Linked DNA regions of Ovis canadensis: region 2 is linked to region 1. The links are chromatin contacts, called in public Hi-C maps. All regions are on one chromosome and are shown on one strand. Each heading gives the region's core, a stretch centred on a gene start, on an enhancer-like site or on the middle of the called end of the contact. The rest is flanking DNA. Distances are from core to core; before and after follow the strand shown. Region 1 overlaps PHC2 (polyhomeotic homolog 2). Region 2 overlaps A3GALT2 (alpha 1,3-galactosyltransferase 2).

Region 1 (6,153 bases), core at 589-3,088:
ATGTTCAACAAATATAAAACTTCTCTGCTGATATCTGCTGGCTTCTCCCAACCCTGACCTAATACAAGGAGGAGATGCTTAGTAATCTCAATCTGGTCCTACAGTGGGTAACTGAAATGATCGTCATAATTGGTTGCGTGATTTTAACATTAAAATTGCTGGAGCCAGAAAACAGGACCTCGTGTAATGTTTTCGTTTCTACTGAACTTCCTCAGCAAAAGTGTGTTCTACCCCACAGTTTGGCAGGTGCTTTGGGAGGGTAATATGGTACCCAAGGGTCCTGGAATCAGCACGCGTCACATTGTCCAGCTTCTCACAGACAGAATCACTACTCCCTGACACAAAACCCTCTCTGTGGTAAAAACAAAGCCACTGTGTGGCAGGCCTTCCCAACAGTGAATTCTCTCTCCTTCCAGAGACCTGAGGAGGGACGAAGAGACAGAACAAAGACCGGCATCTGGAGCACAATTGTGTGAAAAGCTCCCAGGATTTCTAGTGACTGGACGGCTCTCTTATGACAGCATCTCCCTCCTGGTCAGCCACTTTCTTCTCACCTTTGGGCCTGCGTGTATGTCCAGGGGCCTTGAGTGGAGCCACTAGAATGAGGACTCCAAGAACCAAGCCTCTTATCAGGAGCTGTGACCCAGCTCCTCCCCCATCCCCATCTCCTCTGGAGGCCAGGCCTCTGGGGACCCCTCTTCTGCCCTCCTGGTTCAGTCTCAGTCTTTCCATCACACTGCGAGGCCCAACCTCCCTGCTCTGCTCTCTGCCCCCTCCCCCCTCCCCCACCCACCAACCCACCCCTTTGCCGGGCATAAGGGACCTTTTCTATTTGCAGAGCCTAAAGAAGCCCGTTGCCAAGGTGACAGGAGCAGGAACAGCAGGGAGCTTGCCATGGGGGGAGGGGCTTTGCCCCCAAACAGCTGTCAGTGGGAGCAGTCCCAGCTGGGACTGCAGCATTTGCCTGCTGGGGAGGGAACGGCCCCCAGAGAACACATTCCTCCTGCTCTCCTCCCCGCCGACACTGCCCCCCATCACAAGTCTCCACTGGTTACTTTCCCTGGGGGCAACCAGCCAGCCAGCTCAAAAAATGCTTCAATAACAAACAAAACCTGCCACTCCGCTCCCCAGTCCCTCTCTCTCAGTCTCTCTCACACTCACACACACACACACACACACACACACACACACACACGCATGCGCACACACTCTGATCCCCGCAGTTCATTCACAGTGTGTTGGCTGGGCAGGAGGCCAGAAGTTACCTCCTGCCTGGGGAACAGTGGCGGCCCAGGGCAGGTGCTGCTCCTGGCCACCCCCTCCCCACCCCCATCAGGTCAGGAGAATTATTTCAGACTTTTTTTTTGTTCTAGAAGCCCTAAAAGGATCTGTTAGCATCTTAAGCCTCCCCGCTGCCTTCCATTTGGGCTGTTGAGGGTGGGGAGTAGAACCACGGAGAGGAAGGGGTGGGAGGGGAAGTGAAGAACAGGGGGGACAGTGGGAGGCAGAACAATGCAAAGCCTAGTGATTCCTGTCACTGGGGAGAGAGTCTTTGTGGTCTGCGACTCACAGCTGCTCCAAAGAGTTCTTGTACTGCCTATAGCCACATACTGTTAGTCTTAGGCCACAGCTGGGGCCCTGGGCCTTGGTCTGTAACTCACTGGCCTTCCCTTTTATCAAGGCTCAAGAGAAGAGAGCCCTCTGCTAGACTCTGTAAAACCCAGAACAATCTGAGAACCACGAGGCTCTCTGAACTTTGGGTCAGGAATAAGAAAGGCCTAGGAAGCCCCAAAAGAGCTGAAAGAGGCAAACACGGCTTGATGATTAAGAGCATACTGTCTGACTCAGCCAGACGTGGAGCTGGTTTCCAGTTCTGCCACGTAATACTGATGTGACCTTGAGTGATATTTATAGTAATTTCTTGGGTAACCACTCTGAACTTTGGTTTTCTCATCTGTAAAATGGATGAAAATATCTACAGGGGTTGTTCTGAAAGGCAGAAGAGGTGGGGTACATAAAAAAGCCCAGCGTGTTGTCTAATACACATCAGACGTTTTTATCAGTGCTGGTCCCCTTTGTGTTCAGTTTTCTTGAGGCCCCAGGGTTGCCTAGGAGCCTTAGGAGGAAACCTAAGAACTAGTCTTTCCATTGAAGGGTCCTTAGAATCTGGGGGGTGGGCACTGGCTTAGATCTAGGCAGGGGTTATGTTTTGACCTGGGTAGAAACGGGATTCTCAGGAAGTCTTGAAATGCAGATGTTGCTCTATGGTTTGTAGGTGGCATGAGGAGGTAGGAGAAATGTTATTTTGGGGTCCTTGCTTTAGTCTCAGCTGATATCAGCTCATTTTAAGACACCCCACCTCCCCCCACCCAGACTTTACCCTCTGAGCCTCGGTTTATTTCTCCATAAAAGGAAGAAGCTGGACTAGTCTCTGGAGAAAGCAATGCCAGACAGGAAGAAAGGCCCAGAGTCACAGGGTGGTTAAGCTTCTGCAGAAAGCTGCCTGCCTCAGCTCAGAGGGTCCACTGGAGGCAGAGACCACCTCTGTCCTTGAAGCCTCCAGAGGGTGAATAAAGGACTTGAATTCAGGCTCTTCGCAGCTCACATCGCAAGGCTCTACCTATGCCTCTGTGATCTGTCCAGAATGTCTTCCCCTCTTTTGTTGGGGAAATGACTCCTGCTTCAATATCCAGTGCCATTTCCCTGGGGGGACAGCATCTCTGATCCATCCTGCCTGGCACAGAGGTGTCCATCTAGGCCCCCCCGTACCTCACACTTACTCCTACAATGGCAATTATGAAATCAAATGGATTTGCTTAAGAATCTATCTCCCTTCTTCTGATTGCACCCTCCTTTAGGTGAGAAATCACATTTTGATCATTGCGGTTATCTAGTAACAAGCACAAAGCAGGCTCTCAAGAAAAATAAAAACGCAGGTTAGACTGGACGGTAAAATGGTCTGGGTGAGGACAGAGTGGGAGTCGTTATTTCAGGGATGTGACCAGGGTGACTCTATCTGTAATGCAAGGTCACATGGTCCATCACTACATTTCTGTGCTATGAGAGCCTGGTCTTCTTGCCGAGACTGATTAGTCTGGCCTCCAGGGCTGCTGGCAGATTTCCTCATCAAGGATTGCCTTCAGTAGGCAGCGCTGGGAGAAGTTTAGCAGCAGGGAGAATCTAGCCCTAGGGAATACTGATTCATCCTGTTCATATAATTTGCCTCATAAATAATCTGCTAGATTATTACTTTTTTAATCTGCAAGATTTATTCTTGAGTACCACTCTTACTGGCAAACCTTTCTTGGCTCCTCTCCCTCAGGCTAGATGGTGCCTCTGTGATCCTCCAGGGCTCAGAGCTAACATCTATGACAGGCTGTACTCATCTGTCTCTCCAGACCCTGCCCACCTGGGAGGCAGGGCCCATGTCTTATTTATCTCGGCACCCCCGGAACTGGCAACATAACCGATGCATATTAGTCAACAAATGTCTGTTGAGTGACGAGAAAATAAACTTCTCACTTCCTCATCTCCCTGTGTGGTTCTTACATGCCTCTGGCTAGCCCCTGTCCTTTTTTTTGCTGACTCTTAGAGAATTACAAAATAGTGTAACTGCCAAACCTCCACTGCCTAGGTGAAGAGCTATGATTTGGTACCCTGAGAATCATGGTACCCATTGTGAAGAAGGTCTTATTTGGGATTGCCCTGGTGGTCCAGTGGTTAAAACTCTGTGCTCCCACTACATGGGGCACAGGTTCGATCCCTGGATGGGGAACTAAGATCCGGCATGACACATGGTGTGGCCAAATAAAAGAAAATTAAATGATGGACCATTTATATGAACAAGGTTCTCCTCTTAAAAAAAAAGAAAAAGAAGGTCCCATTTGTTTCCACTAACATGGCTTCCTTCTTTAAAGCTGGACGAGAAGCATGAAACAGACTCTGGAGCTGGAGAACATCTCAAGACTGTAGAAAAGGGGAAAGAGAGATCCACGGCTGACACCTTATCTTGCCCATGGGAAATAGGAGAGTGTGAAAATTTCCCCCTGACCCATCGTCCTTCTGAGTTTTCAGGGATAGGATCCTTCCTCCTGGAGTGCTTACCTGGTGCAATGAGCGGGTGGGTAGCCACGGCGGGCACCATCCGGCTGAGCCCAGCCCGGCCCTCCAAGCTCCCGGGCACACTGCCGTTGCTGTCTCCTCTCTTGAGTGGCTCTGTCACACTGTCGGTTGTGCCAGACTTGGCACCTGCAGGGGAACCCTGAGCAGTGTTTCTGCCCTGTGATGGGGTAGGCAGAGGCTGGCTACCACTTGGCGTGGGCTTCAGGGCCAAGCTGCTCAGGACAGGCTGGGTGGGGGTAGGGCCCGAGGCTGCTGCAGCTGGTGTCTGCTGTGATCGGAGGGTCAAGTTCTGTACCTGGAAAAGAGGGGTCTGTAGGAGTCCAGAGAATGTGGGTATGAGCAATGCCGACACATAGTTCAGACAGGGAAGGAGTTAGGGACGGATCCAGGAATGCTGAACGTGAGAGTGAGCTGTTAGATCGGAAAGAAAGAGAGAGACAAGAGACAAGGGGCTGAAGGAGAAACCAGGAGCAGAGTTTCTAAAGGGGACAGACAGTGTGCTGGTCATTGGATTCATCTGCAGAAGAAACCAAATTCTGAGCAGGGATGTCTGCCTTGGCTGGGGCAGACTGGGGAAGGGAGGCTGGGGCTGCTTCTCCCTTCTGTTACCTCCCCTCCTCCCCCAATCTATCAGGATGGGCTGCGTACCACTTAGAAAGAATCATGGCAGGGCATGGGGCTTCCCACACTGGGAAAGGCCAGGGCAAAAGTGAAAGTGAATCGACCAGCAAGGTCTCCCAGGTGAAGGATTATCCTGTCCTGAGAATAGGGTTTACACATCAGCACGGCCAGGCTGACTCAACTTGGTCCCTGGCACCCTCTGCTGGACACACGGAGGCTGTGCCAGACTCGCGTCTGACCCCTATCCCTTAGATGGGGCTGGTTCCTCCCCACCACCCACAGAATCTTTACAGCCACAGCTGTGTCTGTGTGCTCCCAGCAGAAAGAAGGGACCTAGGACTCATCCTTGCTCCCTCTTCCATGCCGTTTTTCCTGATTCCTAGAGCTGCTAACATGTGTAATCAGAGTGGAATTTTCCTCTTAAAAAGCAATGACATCAGAGCTCATCCTGGGGAGGGTATAAGGTAGTGAGGGCCACCGGTTCTGGCAATCACACTTGCTCCTGCCCTGTGGTCAGGGCCCGAAGCAGGGTCCGGAGTGGCCGAGGCCTTCTCAGCGAGGAGTCAAGGAGTGAGTCTAGGGGTAATGGGACGCCGTCTCCCACCTGCTTTCCTGGAGCACCCCGAGACGTTCAAAGCTCTTCCAGGGCTCAGGCCCAGACCCAGCATCATTGCCCCCATGGCAGGGGTCCCCACCCCCCTGCCCGCCCACAAGCATGGAATCCTCACCTGGGCAGGGGTGGGGGGCCGGGCGGGGGAGCCAGTGCCGAGCTCAGGCTGCACGGTAGCGACGGTGGCCGTGGGCGTGAAGATGAGCTGAGGGGACAAAGGAACAGTGCCGCCTAGGCTCCTAGCTACCTGCACCAGGTTACCTGGCTGGGCCTGGAATCACAGGAAACGAGGTGCCTTTTACCTGCCCAATGTGGGCTCAGCCACAGGACACGACAGCTCAGCCAGGGAGCAGACGGGGTTGGGGGGAGGACGTGGGGGAGGTGGGAGAGGGAGAGAGTCCAGGGGTGCCTCCTGAAAATCTCAAGAGCCCCCTCAAGTCCTGATCCAGGCCAGGCAGGGAAGGGCCAGAGCTAGGGTGCTGTCCTGGGGTTGCACCAAGTCAGGTGTACTTCAGAAGCCTCTGCTAAGAGCTCACCCCAGAGAAGGGACCAATAATGATGGCCAGACACCCTCAAGTCCCTCTCTGCAGCATCCTGGGGAGCAGGGCCCCTGGGCTGAGACAGATGCCCTGGAACCATGTTCTAAATCTCACCTGCAAGTTATGTGGCAGCCTGGATGGGAGGGGAGTTTGGGGGAGAATGGATACGTGTGTATGTATGACTGAGTCCCTTCGCTGTTCACCTGAAACCATCACAACATTGTCTGTTAATCAGCTATACCCCAATACAAGATAAAAATT
Region 2 (6,506 bases), core at 2,931-5,430, 50 kb before region 1:
GCAATAAGGAGTTCATGATCTGAGCCACAGTCCACTCCTGGTCTTGTTTTTGCTGACTGTATAGAGCTTCTCCATCTTTGGCTACAAAGGATATAATCAGTCTGATTTCAGTGTTGACCATCTGGTGATGTCCATGTGTAGAGTCTTCTCTTGTGTTGTTGGAAGAGGGTGTTTGCTATGACCAGTGCGTTCTCTTGGCAGAACTCTATTAGTCTTTGCCCTGCTTCATTCTGTATTCCAAGGCCAAATTTGCCTGTTACCAGGTGTTTCTTGACTTCCTACTTTTGCATTCCAGTCCGCTATAATGAAAAGGACATCTTTTTTGGGTGTTAGTTCTAAAAGGTCTTGTAGGTCTTCATAGAACCATTCAACTCTAGCTTTTTCAGTGTTACTGGTTGGGGCATAGGCTTGGATCACCATGATATTGAATGGTTTGCCTTGGAAACGAACAGAGATCATTCTGTTGTTTTTGAGAGTGGATCCAAGTACTGCATTTCGGACTCTTCTGTTGACCATGATGGCTACTCCATTTCTTCTAAGGGATTCCTGCCCACGGTAGTAGATATAATGGTCATCTGAAAGATATTCCCATTTGAATGCAGAGTTCCAAAGAATAGCAAGGAGAGATAAGAAAGCCTTCCTCAGCGATCAATGCAAGGAAATAGAGGAAAACAACTGAATAGGGAAGACTAGCGATCTCTTCAAGAAAATTAGAGATACCAAGGGAACATTTCATGCAAAGATGGGCACAGTAAAGGACAGAAATGGTAAGGACCTAACAGAAGCAGAAGATATTAAGAAGAGGTGGCAAGAATACACAGAAGAACTGTACAAAAAAAGATCTTCACGATCCAGATAATCATGGTGGTGTGATCACTCACCTAGAGCCAGACATCCTGGAACGTGAAGTCAAGTGGGCCTTAGAAAGCATCACTACAAACAAGGCTAGTGGAGGTAATGGAATTCCAGTTGAGCTATTTCAAATCCTGAAAGGTGATGCTGTGAAAGTGCTGCACTCAATATGCCAGCACATTTAGAAAACTCAGCAGTGGCCACAGGACTGGAAAAGGTCAGTTTTCATTCCAATCCCAAAGAAAGGCAATGCCAAAGATTGCTCAAACTACCGCACAATTGCACTCATCTCACACGCTAGTAAAGTAATGCTCAAAATTCTCCAAGCCAGGCTTCAGCAATACGTGAACCGTGAACTTCCAGATGTTCAAGCTGGTTTTAGAAAAGGCAGAGGAACCAGAGATCAAACTGCCAACATCCGCTGGATCATGGAAAAAGCAAGAGAGTTCCAGAAAAACATCTATTTCTGCTTTATCGACTATGGCAAAGCCTTTGACTGTGTGGATCACAACAAACTGGAAAATTCTGAAAGAGATGGGAATACCAGACCACCTGACCTGCCTCTTGAGAAACCTATATGCAGGTCAGGAAACAACAGTTAGAACTGGATATGGAACAACAGACTAGTTCCAAATAGGAAAAGGAGTACATCAAGGCTGTATATTGTCACCCTGCTTATTTAACTTATATGCAGAGTACATCATGAGAAATGCTGGGCTGGAAGAAGCACAAGCTGGAATCAAGATTGCCAGGAGAAATATCAATAACCTCAGATATGCAGATGACACTATCATTATGGCAGAAAGTGAAGAGGAACTAAAAAGCTTCTTGATGAAAGTGAAAGTGGAGAGTGAAAAAGTTGACTTAAAGCTCAACAAAACGAAGATCATGGCATCTGGTCCCATCACTTCATGGGAAATAGATGGGGAAACAGTGTCAGACTTGATTTTGGGGGGCTCCAAAATCACTGCAGATGGTGATTTTTTGCAGCCAGGAAATTAAAAGATGCTTACCCCTTGTAAGGAAAGTTATGACCAACCTAGATAGTATATTCAAAAGCAGAGATATTACTTTGCCAACAAAGGTCCATGTAGTCAAGGCTATGATTTTTCCAGTGGTCATGTATGGATGTGAGAGTTGGACTATAAAGAAAGCTGAGCACCGAAGAATTGATGGTTTTGAACTGTGGTGCTGGAGAAGACTCTTGAGAGTCCCTTGGACTGCAAGGAGATCCAACCAGTCCATCCTAAAGGAGACCAGTCCTGGGTGTTCATTGGAAGGACTGATGCTAAAGCTGAAACTCCAATACTTTGGCCACCTCATGCGAAGAGTTGACTCATTGGAAAAGACCCTGATGCTGGAAAGGATTGGGGGCAGGACGAGAAGGGGATGACAGAGGATGAGATGGCTGGATGGCATCACTGACTTGATGCACGAGTTTGGGTGAACTCCAGGAGTTGGTGATGGACAGGGAGGCCTGGCATGCTGTGATTCATGGGGTTGCAAAGAGTCAGACATGACTGAGCAACTGAACTGAATGGAATGGTGTAGCAGCAGGTAAGTTAGTTAACCTCTCTGTGCCCGATTTTCTCATGGGTTGAGGAAAATAATAGTGATTTATAGGATGGATATGCGAATTGAATGAATCAATAGATACTAGGCTTAGAACTGTGCCTGGCACACAGTAAGTACCCAATAAATGTAATTGTTGTTATTATTTGATGTATCCTTGATGAATCTATGTCCTTTATGATCAGTGAGCTCTGATTACAGAGTGTTATGCACCTCGTTAGGCAGGCTGGTCGGCTCAATGAGGTGCATAACCCAGAGGGCTGTCGAAGTTTGGGAATTTGGACATCTGAGCTGGCGTCGCACTAGGGATGGCTGGACAGGTGAAGATTTTGCATGTAGCAGTGACACGACGGGGACTGGGAGTCTGATTTTCACTGGCTCACCTAGAAGCTCTCAGGAGCTTATTAGGTCCTTGAGGGTCGCAGAATGGGTGCTGAGAACAGTGATTGACAGGGATCCTGAAGAAGCTGCAGAAGCTTATCCTGGCTGTACAGCCCCACCCCCCATGGTGGGCCTCTGGGCCAAGTGATCATCCACTCTGTTCCCCTGCAGCTTCCTTGACCCCTCCCCCTCCTCAGAAAGATCTCAACCCACCACAGGAGGCTGCTCCAGCCCAGCTGCAGAAAACCCCTGACTCCTGCCATCACTTCCTCTTCAAAACATGAAATGGCTGGCCTTTGCTGATTCCTCTGCACCCCTTGAACTTGCTGGAGAAGAGGCAGGCAAGGAGAGGGAGAAGGCAAGTTATTTTCTGGAGTGTCACAACACCTGCGTGGAGGGTGACTGGCATCCCCACTTTACATGTGAGAAAACAGACTCAACAAAGGTTGAGGATCTAGTCCACAACCATGCACAGAGTCAGAAAGGGAGTTGATTCCTAACCAGGTCTTACTGGCCCGAACTCAGGTCTCTGCTGGCCGAGGAGTCGGTCTGTGTGGCTTTTAGTGAATGCTGCAGGGTAAGGGGGACAGTCTCCCACCAGAGGAAGGGATGTCAGCTTATAGTCATCAAGTCATAACCTATTCTCAGGCACACCTGGCCTGTTCTTAGCTCTAACCCAGAATCCAAAAGGCCTCCTGGGTTCTGCTAATCTAGTTTAGGCAGGAGACACTGGGACCTAGGAACTGCTTTGGAGAGAGTAGATCATCATCAACTGTGTTGATAAAATGTTTGTAAAAATGGTGTGAGAAAATGGTTAGTGTGTAAAAGCCATCAGAGTTGGCTTACAGAACTGTTGTCCCACCTGGAAACAGTGGAGGCTGTTAAAAATTGAAGGTCTAGGAGAACACTACAGCCACGGTTCAGGAGACCCAGAGGGAAATCCCACCCTCTCTGGGCCTCTAGTTTTCAGCTGTTAAGACAATATCTCAGGGACTTCCAGCAGATAACTTCCCCAACTCTGCAGCTATTTCCCGGAGGGAACCACCTTTCCTGGAAGGCCTGATGACATCATGCTCCCATTCGGAACCTGCATCTTTCTCTACTGAGGATGAAGAGTCTGGAGAGCAGCCACCGATAAGGAAATTTATCTCCCAGACACTATGGCTAAACAGCCGTGGGTCCCATGGCGAGGAAATGTTATTTTTATGAATTTGGATTCTCCAGGAGAAAGGGCCACAAGGACACTGTGGAATAATGTCTTTTATTATTGTATTGCTTAAATATGTACAAACCGTGCCGAGAGCGGGGGAGGTGAACCGGATGCCACTGTGTTTCTCCATCTGGGGCTCCTGCCCAGCGGCAGCTATTTGGCCTGCGGGCCCGTCCTGACTTTCCAGTTGCTGACCTCACTGACTGACTCACAGATGCTCTGGGTCCTTAGACAGTTACGTTCCCTTTTTGGGCCTCAGTCCCACTTTTTTTTTTTTAAGTGGGGTTATGAGGAAGGGGCTAAAACATCTCTTTGGGAGTGGGGCCTCTGCTGAACTCAATAAGGTCAGAAGTGAAAGGTTTCCAGGCAGCTGGTGGTGCCTGGGTTGCTGTACAAAGTTGGGGAAGGGATGGACCGCCCGCCTCGGAGAGGCACTTCCCCAAGGCCAGGCCTCCTCCAATCCCCCGCCCCCCATCCCCGCAGCCAGGCAGGTTTTCATGCAGTCTTTCTGTCCCTTCCAGCTCCACACCCCTTCCAGAAGGGGCCCCGCCGGCATCTGGGACCTCCAGGGCCCAGGGCACCGCTAGCTACGCAGCAAAGCATACTCCTTGGGCGCCCAGAGCAGGCGCGGGCGGCGGATCTCGGCCCGGCGGCCTATCTCGGGGCTCCAGCAGAACTCGGGCGACAGCAGCTTGGCGGGCTTGTGCAGCCAGAAGAACTTGTTGAGGTGGCTCTCGTCGTGCCAGCGCGCCTCCAGGCCGCGCGCGCGGTCCCGCCGCAGGCCCCGCGCGCAGTGCGCCGTCAGCCGCCGCAGGGCCGCCACGCTGCCCCCGAACACGGCCGCGTGGTAGTAGAAGTCGCCCTCCCCGGGGCCCAGCGCGGCGGCCGAGCGCGCGTCGCGCTCGAAGGGCAGTAGCCGCCGGGGCCAGCGGTAGTGCCAGGCGTGCAGCTGCGCCACCGACTCGGCCAGCGCCTCGGGCCCGAAGGCGCCGCTGAAGTGCTGGTCCACGTCCATGCAGAGCACGAAGCGCGCCTCGCGGCCCAGACGGCCGCCCAGCGCCGCTTGCAGCGCGCGCATGCGCGCCATGGACACGTCCTGCCAGCGGCGCTCGCGTGCCACGCGCTCCACGCGCAGCCGGCGGCCCGGGCCCAGCGGCACGCGGGGCACCGCGGCCGGACGCTCGGTGAACACGTAATACACCACGCGCTGGCCCACCATGAAGTGCTGCTCGGCCGTCTCCAGGAAGCGCTCCAGGTACTTCTCCAGGTACCTGCCGGGCGGGGCGGGGCCGGGCCAAATCAGCCCGGCCGCTGCGCCCTCCGGAGTCCGAGGAGTCTTCGGGCTTACCAGCCCTCCCCATGTCCTTCCTGGGATCCTGCAACCCCAGGCCCCGGAACTCCAAAACTATTCAGCCCCAGAGTCGTCCGAGGTGAATTAAAAATCATTGCCCATTGTTTGCCATCCCTGCCCACAGGGGCTCTGTGTCCCTGCCCTTGAACATGGCACTCCCTGACCGCGTAGGTCAGTAGAGTCCCAAGGAAGGGACGCTGTTCTGGTCCTTGGGAGGACTGGCCCGTTACCCTTTGTCTCTTTAGAGCTCTGGCCCTTTGCTTAAGCACTCTGAGGCTGCCACGAAGTGAGAGAGCCTGAGCTAGCCACGGAGAAAAGCGCCCCCTGGTTTTCCGCAGGCTACTGGCCCGGTGGGGACCCAAACGTTTGGGAGCAGGGAGGGGCCCCATCTGCTGAGCCCTGTCGGAATTCCTGAGCCACAAGACCGTGAGCAATGTCATTGAGTTTGTGGTGACAAACCACAAACCTAGGTAAGTGGGATGTTTGCAATACTAGTAACTTTCTATAAACACACCTTGGAATCCTGGGGTCATAAAATAATAGTAATAATGCCTGATATTTTAGAACATTGATCGTGTGGCAGACAGTTTTCAAAGTAATGTGCATTATCTCATTTAATCTTCACCATTATTATCTTTATCTCAGGTGAGGAAACTGAGTCACAGAGAGCTTTATTAACTTTTCCAAGTGTACACACAGTTGATAAGTGTGAAACCAGGATTTGAACCCAGCCTGGCATTAGAGCCTGTATCCTTACCTGCACTTGCTCTATTCTGGGTGGAACTGGGAGAAGCTGGAGTTAGAGACCTTAGAAGCCTCAGCGTCCTATGTTGGGTTTATAGAACCTTGGAACTTAGGACCCTGAAACTTCTGGTCCCAGAGACTCTGGGTCCCTCAAGCTGGTGGAAAGTGAAAGTGTAAGTGAAAATCGGTACAGTTGTGTCGACTGTTTGCAACCACATGGACTATACAGCCCGTGGAATTTTCTCCAGGCCAGAATACTGGAGTGGATAGTCTTTCCCTTCTCCAGGGGATTTTCCCAACCCAGGGATCGAACCCAGGTCTCCCGCACTGCAGACAGATTCTTTACCACCTGAGCCACAAGGGAAACCCAAGAATACTGGAGTGAGTAGCCTATCC

Evidence for each region. A called contact is a pair of places that touch in the nucleus more often than the background predicts.
Region 2: a Hi-C map of lung shows a contact between it and region 1, with 4 times the contacts expected there. The contact joins two enhancer-like sites. A contact is called at or near these places in 2 of 2 Hi-C or Micro-C datasets (fibroblasts and lung).

What each region holds. Positions count from the first base shown.
Region 1 is chr2:239,841,331-239,847,483 of ARS-UI_OviCan_v2, reverse strand. It overlaps PHC2 (polyhomeotic homolog 2), which reads right to left. Exons shown (of 14, transcript XM_069574721.1): 6 at 4,105-4,417. Among named protein-coding and RNA genes, the nearest start is that of A3GALT2, 41 kb to the left of the region's middle. Within about 2 kb of position 1,838, the one cell type or tissue checked has open chromatin away from gene starts, as enhancers often do. A contact at or near this core is called in fibroblasts, where this site is marked.
Region 2 is chr2:239,893,030-239,899,535 of ARS-UI_OviCan_v2, reverse strand. It overlaps A3GALT2 (alpha 1,3-galactosyltransferase 2), which reads right to left. Exons shown (of 5, transcript XM_069574723.1): 5 at 4,051-5,286. The coding sequence ends at 4,599. Among named protein-coding and RNA genes, the nearest start is that of A3GALT2, 11 kb to the right of the region's middle. Within about 2 kb of position 4,180, the one cell type or tissue checked has open chromatin away from gene starts, as enhancers often do. A contact at or near this core is called in fibroblasts, where this site is marked.